2 separate regions of the Mus musculus genome follow, and region 2 is linked to region 1. A link is a contact called in public HiChIP or PLAC-seq data. All regions are on one chromosome and are shown on one strand. The core of a region is the stretch at or near the end of the contact, and the rest is flanking DNA. Distances in the headings are between cores, read along the strand shown.

Region 1 (3,288 bases), core at 577-3,076:
CAGGGGATTAATTAACTTTGCTATTTGCAAGAATTGAACTAAGAGGAAATTGGTTTTCTCTCAGAGTAGGTGTGGTGGCTTTCCAATGGCTATCATCCCCACACTCAAAATGTCAAGATTCTTAGGGCTAAACTCTAGAGAAGAAAAAAAAAACATGGCACATACTATGACAAACAAAGAGAGTGGTATGGTATATCCAGAATACAAGGAGGTTTCAAGTCCCTGACTCTCAGGAGGGTCTGGGAGCCTTGAGGATTTAGTCTAAGGCATAAGAAGCAAAACGGGTCCCCTGCTGGCTGAGAGTTTGGAAAGAGCAAAAGATGAAGCCAAATTTGTTGCCCACTGCATAAGGCCCAGGGAGCAGAAACTAAATATGAAAAAGGATGGGTAAGGATCATGGGTCATGAAAAAGAGCCCCATGTCCCTGGCACCGGGCCCATGCACACCTACCTCACAATAGATACCCTGAAGGAAGTGAGTGACAGAGCTGTCCCTCAAAGAGACAAAGGAGACTCTGACAGTTCTATTCCAGGATGGCACAAAGGTGGCAGGTGAGGCTATATAATCTGAAGGGCTGGGGGACCCCATCCACAATGGGGAATTAGAATATAAGACAAAGAACGTGAGTAATCAGAGGGACAGAGACAGACTGAAAAACAGACAGACGGAACTCCGGGGTCAGGCACAGTCAAGAATGCCCATGGAAGCACGCAGCACAGGTGATGGGGCCAGACAGTGTTTATCCTTCCACTTGATCATTTGTATATCCTCCCTCCCTCCATCCATCTATCCACTTGCCTGCTTGGTGAGTTCCAGAGCAGTAAGAGACCCTGTCTCAACCCAAAAAGCGGCCAGTACCAGAGGAATGGTACCTAAGGCTCTCCTATGGCCTCTGTGTATAGGGAGACCCACAGGCTGAACCTGCCTAGGGAGGTCCCTGTATCCATTTGGGAAGAGTGTCGGCAGACATTAGGTCCCAAGATGTAGCAGAGGCCAGCTCCACTGAGGGATAGGGGAGACAGCATGGTTCAATGTGGGAAAAGGTGACAAGGACCCACAGATTGCTGTGGATAGATTGTAGGAAGGGTCCTTTGCTGGTGAGCTGGAGGCACGATTCAGGCTAGAGCTAGCTTTCATGGACCCAGGTCAGGAACAATGGGATCCCATCTTCAAGCATAAATGGTATGTGCACTATCTGATAAGCTCTTTCTGGTTCCATGTCCTATTTGTAGATCAACAACTGGACAGTTGAAAGCAGTGGGGTCTGCTTTTCTGGATTCTAGAATCTCAGTCCATGTGACAGTCAGTATCCCAGGGGTTGTGTTGCCATGAGCCAGTGGGACAACCTGTGGTGGTTGCCTGGGACACCACTTGTCCTGTAGACAAATTGTAGAACTGTGCCCTGGGAAACAGGACTTCCCACAGGAACAGACCTTGTCCATGTTTTCCCAGGCTCTGTTTCTGCTGCCCTCCAGCTAGCTGGTCTGTAGCTGATCAATGGTGGTGACTGTGCACCCCAAGACAGAGGAATGAAGCCCCGTTGGCTGTTCCTTCCCACACCCCATAACCTGCAAAGATTTGCACGAGAGAACTGTCTTTTCTTTGTAGTTGTGGTCAGCGGAAAATGGAAAGAGGATACATCCTTTGGGGTTGTGGGGTGAATTATTTACAAAACATGGCTGGAGCCTCAGGTTGAGAATAGGGCTGGGCCAAGCAAGTGTGAGGGAGTCTTTTGTTCTCGCAGCTGGCCTTCCGAATTGCACGGAGCCAGCGCTGTAAATAATACCGCTATTGTTTGCCGGTGTCAGAGACAGACAGAAGGTACATTTGGCCTACATCCAAACACCGCAAGGGCCACTCATAGTCACAGTGTCCAATTACTACTGGCTTGACTATAAAATGCACTTCTTCTCTCTCTTTTTTTTTTCCTGAGCTAATTTAAGAATGGGTGGCCTTAATGGCTCCCACACAAAGAGAGGGCTCGCTGAAATGAGGGGTGGAGAGGATAAAGTTATGTTCAGACTAGTCACCAAATGGGTGTGTGGAATAGACACTGGCCAAACAGCAAGCCACTGCAATATGGAAACCTACCATTGTGTAGTGTGTGTGTGTGTGTGTGTGTGTGTGTGTGTGTGTGTGTGTGTAAATTAACCTACTCAGTTGAGAATTATCTTTAAAACTAGATTCAGGCTGTCCAAGAAGCTTTTCTCTGGACAGCTCAGGTTATATAGGGAGACACTGGAGACAGAGTGACCTCCACCTCCGTCCCCAGATATAAGGAGGAGGAGGGAAGTGATAGGGAGAGGTGAAGTCACCTTCAGGGCCCCACGAAGAGCACATTTTCCTCTTTGAGAGCTGCCAATCATCTCATGAGAGTTAACAGATGATTTACAGATGAGGGCGAACCAGGTTTCCTGGGTTCTAATGGGCCCGCAGCATCACGGAGCCAGTAACAGGTGAGCAGGCCTGGAGCATTGGTCCTTAGAGAATGCAGGGACATCAGCACCAGTTGGAGCCCTCTAAGGATGGAGAGTCTATTATTGCAGGAACATTTGCTTAGATGAAGCTTTGGAGAGTCCAGGTGACACCTCCAAATGAAGGTGAGATCTCAAAGCAGGGAGGGTCACCTCAGCCTTTGTAGGCTCCACTCTCCCTGAGACAATTGCTTCTGCTCGGATTTTCCCTCCTTGTCCCTAGAAATCCCCAGGGTTAGCATAATCCCTTTCTAGGGCTCCGCAGCTCAGTCATTTTCAATACCCAACCTTTGTCTATGGATTCACAACAAGGATGCATTCATTTGTGCTTCTGATCCAAGGCAGGTGAGGGAACGTGTTGATGCAGTCAAAAGAAGGAAGAAAAAGTGAGTCTGAACTCTTTCTCCAGTTCAGCGCTGTACCCTGAGAGGTCAGAAAACAACCCCCAGATTGACATTCCAGAACGGAAGGGCATGAACATTCCCCAGGTCTATTTGTGTCACGGGAAAATCGGAAGCGCCTTTCAGATGAATTCACTGCAAATTCCCCAGGTTTTTAAACACACGTGCTCCTGACATAGCAGAGTTAGCAATCAAAATGTTAAATTCTTGATGGCTCCCTGACAGCCACTTCCACCACCGTCCCTTTCATCTTGCAAAGTCTCACCCAGGGCTTCGTTGGGAGAAAGACCAAAAAGCCACGTCCAGGTAACGAGGAGGGATAAAAAAGGGGGAGGTTAAAAAAAAAAAGCCTGTTTCGATTTGCCGATCAGCAACCAAGAGAACACAGCACGTTGTCTGCCAAGGAAAATGAG
Region 2 (3,288 bases), core at 403-2,902, 420 kb after region 1:
CTCTTAGAACCCCAGCCCATGTGACCTGTAAAGAATTTGATACCACAGCTCAGTGACCTGGGCAACCCACCTAACATCTTAGTCTGCCCCTGGTTGTGAAATTCCTTATCTATAAAGGAGCCTTGGAGGTTGGGGAGGGGGAGATAGAGAGACTCAAAGGGTTTCTGGGAGCTAGTCCTAGAGGAAGGGATGGAGGCAGCCAGGTCCAGGCATGGAGGATGTACTCACGAGCCAGCCTTTTAACCAAGGGGCATGCTACCTTCCATGGCAATAGCCCATGGAGGAAGCTAACAGCCAGTCATGAAGATGAGGCACCTCACCATGCTCACATGGCAATTCCATCTACCATGGCTCCCAAGGGGTGCAGTGGAGCCAAAGCACAAGAGTGAGGCTTACTTAACGAACACCATTGACAGGGTTTCTAGTGGAACGGAGCCCGCCCTTCCCACTCTAGCTGGCCGTGGCTCAGAATCTCTCCCTGGAGAGCGCAGAAGGAGAAATTGACACTACCTAATGCAAAATGACTTCCAAGGTGGCCGATCTAAGTCTCAGGCCCTAGAACCCTGCTCCTCCATTGAAAAGAGTTCTCTGTCTGCCAAAGCAAGGGCAGATGTCCTCCGACGTGTGCTGAGTGAGCCAGCCTGGGCTCCCCGACTTACACCTGAGTCCTGCTCAGCAAAACAACCGTAAGCACCAACAGCGTCCACTCTGACCCACACACAGCTTAGTTCATAGAAAGAAGGGAAAAGGTCTTCAATGGCTCCTCCCCCTTCAATGGCTCCTCCCCCAAAGTCCCCCTGGCTTCCTCTGTGGTATTCTCCATTATACTTCTCTCTCCCACTGCTGCTAGAGCTCAGAGGAAGAAGGCACTCCCAGCATCCTCACCTGGTCCTACTCCACCCCAGGACACTTCTGTGAGCTCAACACCCTCAGTGCTCTGCCCCCACCTGAGGGTTGCTGAGCAGTTCCAAGCGCCTTTAGCAACCTCGTGTAAGGTTCAACCACTTTAGATTCCAGTCTGAGAGTGCAAAGCCCCAGGACATAAGGCGACCTTTCAGGGATCAGAGTTCACCTCCGTCCCAGGAGCTCTGCCACAGGCACACTCAAAACACAACCCAAATACTATTCCTTTGTCTGCACCCCCAGGAAGACTAGTCTTTCATGGGCAGGAGACTGCACATAGCACACAGTAGGTACCCAAGCAATTCCAGCCGGACTCATCAGAGAGGCTGTTCAGATTCTGCAGTCAGTACCCGCCCTGCCCTGCGTGTCCGCACCACGCGGCAAGGTCTGACAATTTCTCCTAGATAAATATCTGGAAAGAAGTCGAGAAACAATTAAAACTAGGAGCTAATAAATGATGAAGAAGCCCAGGAGCCAAGTCCTGGCCCACTTCCCAGTCTTCATTCATGCATCAAAAAAGCCCCAGCGGTCCGAGGCTTTGAGAGGGCAGCTGGGCAGTGGGGCTGTCCGGTGTAATAGGAATGGGATTGTGATATGATCGAAGGTGCCCATTGATTCCCACAGCAGACACTATCTCCCGGCGCCTCCCCCGCCACCCCCCCCCCCACACACACACCGCCTGCCACATCTCCCCAGCCAAGCACCCTTCTCCAGGAACACGTGACAGATGATCTTGTAACCAGGCAACCAGGGGAAAGAAAGGTTCCCAAGTTCCTCTACACAGGCAAAGGAGGATGGTCGCCTTCTTTGCACTGTGCCTACTGGCTGCAAATATCTTTTCCAGATCTCACAAAGGAGATGGGGACAGCATTTAAACACCCTGACCCCCCCCTCCCACCCACCCTACTCCCCGTCGGTACGCACCAGGTGGGCTGACCCACTCTGCAACCGGCAGCAACCTGTCCTCCATCATCACCCAAAGCTGGCTCCCAGAGAGCTTGCAGTGTCAGGACATTGTCAGCTAACCCCCTAGCCTCCTTTCCTGACCATGCCCGGCCCCGGAAGCTAAGGCAACAGGAGAGTGTCCACCCTCAAGGTCTCTGGAAGTCTGAAGCACCCTAGGGAAATGTCCGCCTTGTCAGAGTGTATGTGGGTGTCTGGTGAAATGGGACGATATGACGAGGTCCCGAGGTTCTTACAAGTGAAACTGAGCCCTGAAGATGGCCAGAGTGCACACCTGCAACTCTAAAAGATCACGAGGCTTCTCTGGATGGAGGAGACGAGACACCTACTTTGGTACCTCACTTGCCGGGTGTTTTGGAGGTGTTCAGTCCCCACCCCTTAGAGAACAGATCCTACCATACTAACTGTGGTGCTATTGAAGCCTAGGCTAGAAGTTGTAGATAGAAAAAGAACTCACTGTGTGCTGGGCACTTCATTCAAATGTCTCTCTTATGCTGAGGATTTACTGTTGCGTTGTTCACAGTTGCAAGAACTGAGACCCCCCCCCCCCAAACCAGAGCCAGAAGAAGCCACAGGCCAGCCCTTCTGCCTCCCTGGTCCTTGGGTCCTAGGAGGAACAACCCAGCCTTTGCTCCCAATCACTGAGCTCTAAGGCACTGTCTAGACAGAAGACTGGCGACAGAACCAGAAGCGAGGAGCGGTTACGTGGGAAGAAATGGGTTCCTGGGCAGAGAACACACAGCATCAGGGACCCAGCATGGACCAAGCAGCACCCTGAAGGCTCCAGACCCAGGGGCCCCTCCTGCCAATCAGTATAAGCTACTATGCAAAGCAGGGGCCCGCGCTTTGAATTCACGGCAGAAATGTCATTTTCTCTCTCTCTAATATCCATAGTGCACCTAATAAAGAAAATGAGTGAGTGTGTGAGATGGAAAATTGGAAATAAAGTAATTTTTTTTCTTTATGTGACAAGACTCTAGCCCCTCTGTGTGTCAGGAGGTGTCGAGGGGCATTCCAGAAGGAAATGAAGACCTCGCGGGGGGGAGGGGGGGGGAGGATCACCTGCATATCTAGTGAGCTTCTTCTGGTAACACAGAGAGGCCCAGCCGCTCTCACCCCCACCCAGCCCCACACACGGAATAGGATTGTTACCACATCTATCTGGGTGTCAGTGACCACAGCCAGGGGCTGGGGAACAGTTTGGTGGAGGAGAATAGGAAGTCATCAATTTACCAGCAGCATGAAGAGACCCAGCCTCACCTAGACAGTCACGTCCCCCACCCTGGGATAGGTTGGGTCTGAGGGTCCTGCCTCCCCATCTGGAGCCCCCAGCAGGGCACGAAATAACACCAGTAAGCAGAAGGTGCCTCCCAGGACACAGGGGTGTGGAACTGTGTTGGGAATCGATCAATCACAGCCAAG

The links. HiChIP or PLAC-seq counts read pairs in DNA pulled down with a chosen protein or histone mark.
Region 2: an H3K27ac HiChIP or PLAC-seq map of stem cell-derived neural progenitor cells shows a contact between it and region 1, with 4 times the contacts expected there. The contact joins two enhancer-like sites. A contact is called at or near these places in 2 of 484 Hi-C or Micro-C datasets (cerebral cortex and stem cell-derived neural progenitor cells) and 3 of 115 datasets of contacts at active chromatin or transcription factors (double positive thymocytes, embryonic basal ganglia and stem cell-derived neural progenitor cells).

What each region holds. Positions count from the first base shown.
Region 1 is chr12:107,514,980-107,518,267 of GRCm38.p6, forward strand. No RefSeq gene overlaps it. Among named protein-coding and RNA genes, the nearest start is that of Gm33236, 130 kb to the right of the region's middle. Within about 2 kb of position 1,827, at least 50 of the 459 cell types and tissues checked have an H3K27ac peak or open chromatin away from gene starts, as enhancers often do. A contact at or near this core is called in stem cell-derived neural progenitor cells, where this site is marked.
Region 2 is chr12:107,933,594-107,936,881 of GRCm38.p6, forward strand. The region is part of intron 3 of Bcl11b (B cell leukemia/lymphoma 11B); the gene reads right to left. Among named protein-coding and RNA genes, the nearest start is that of Bcl11b, 68 kb to the right of the region's middle. Within about 2 kb of position 1,653, at least 19 of the 459 cell types and tissues checked have an H3K27ac peak or open chromatin away from gene starts, as enhancers often do. A contact at or near this core is called in stem cell-derived neural progenitor cells, where this site is marked.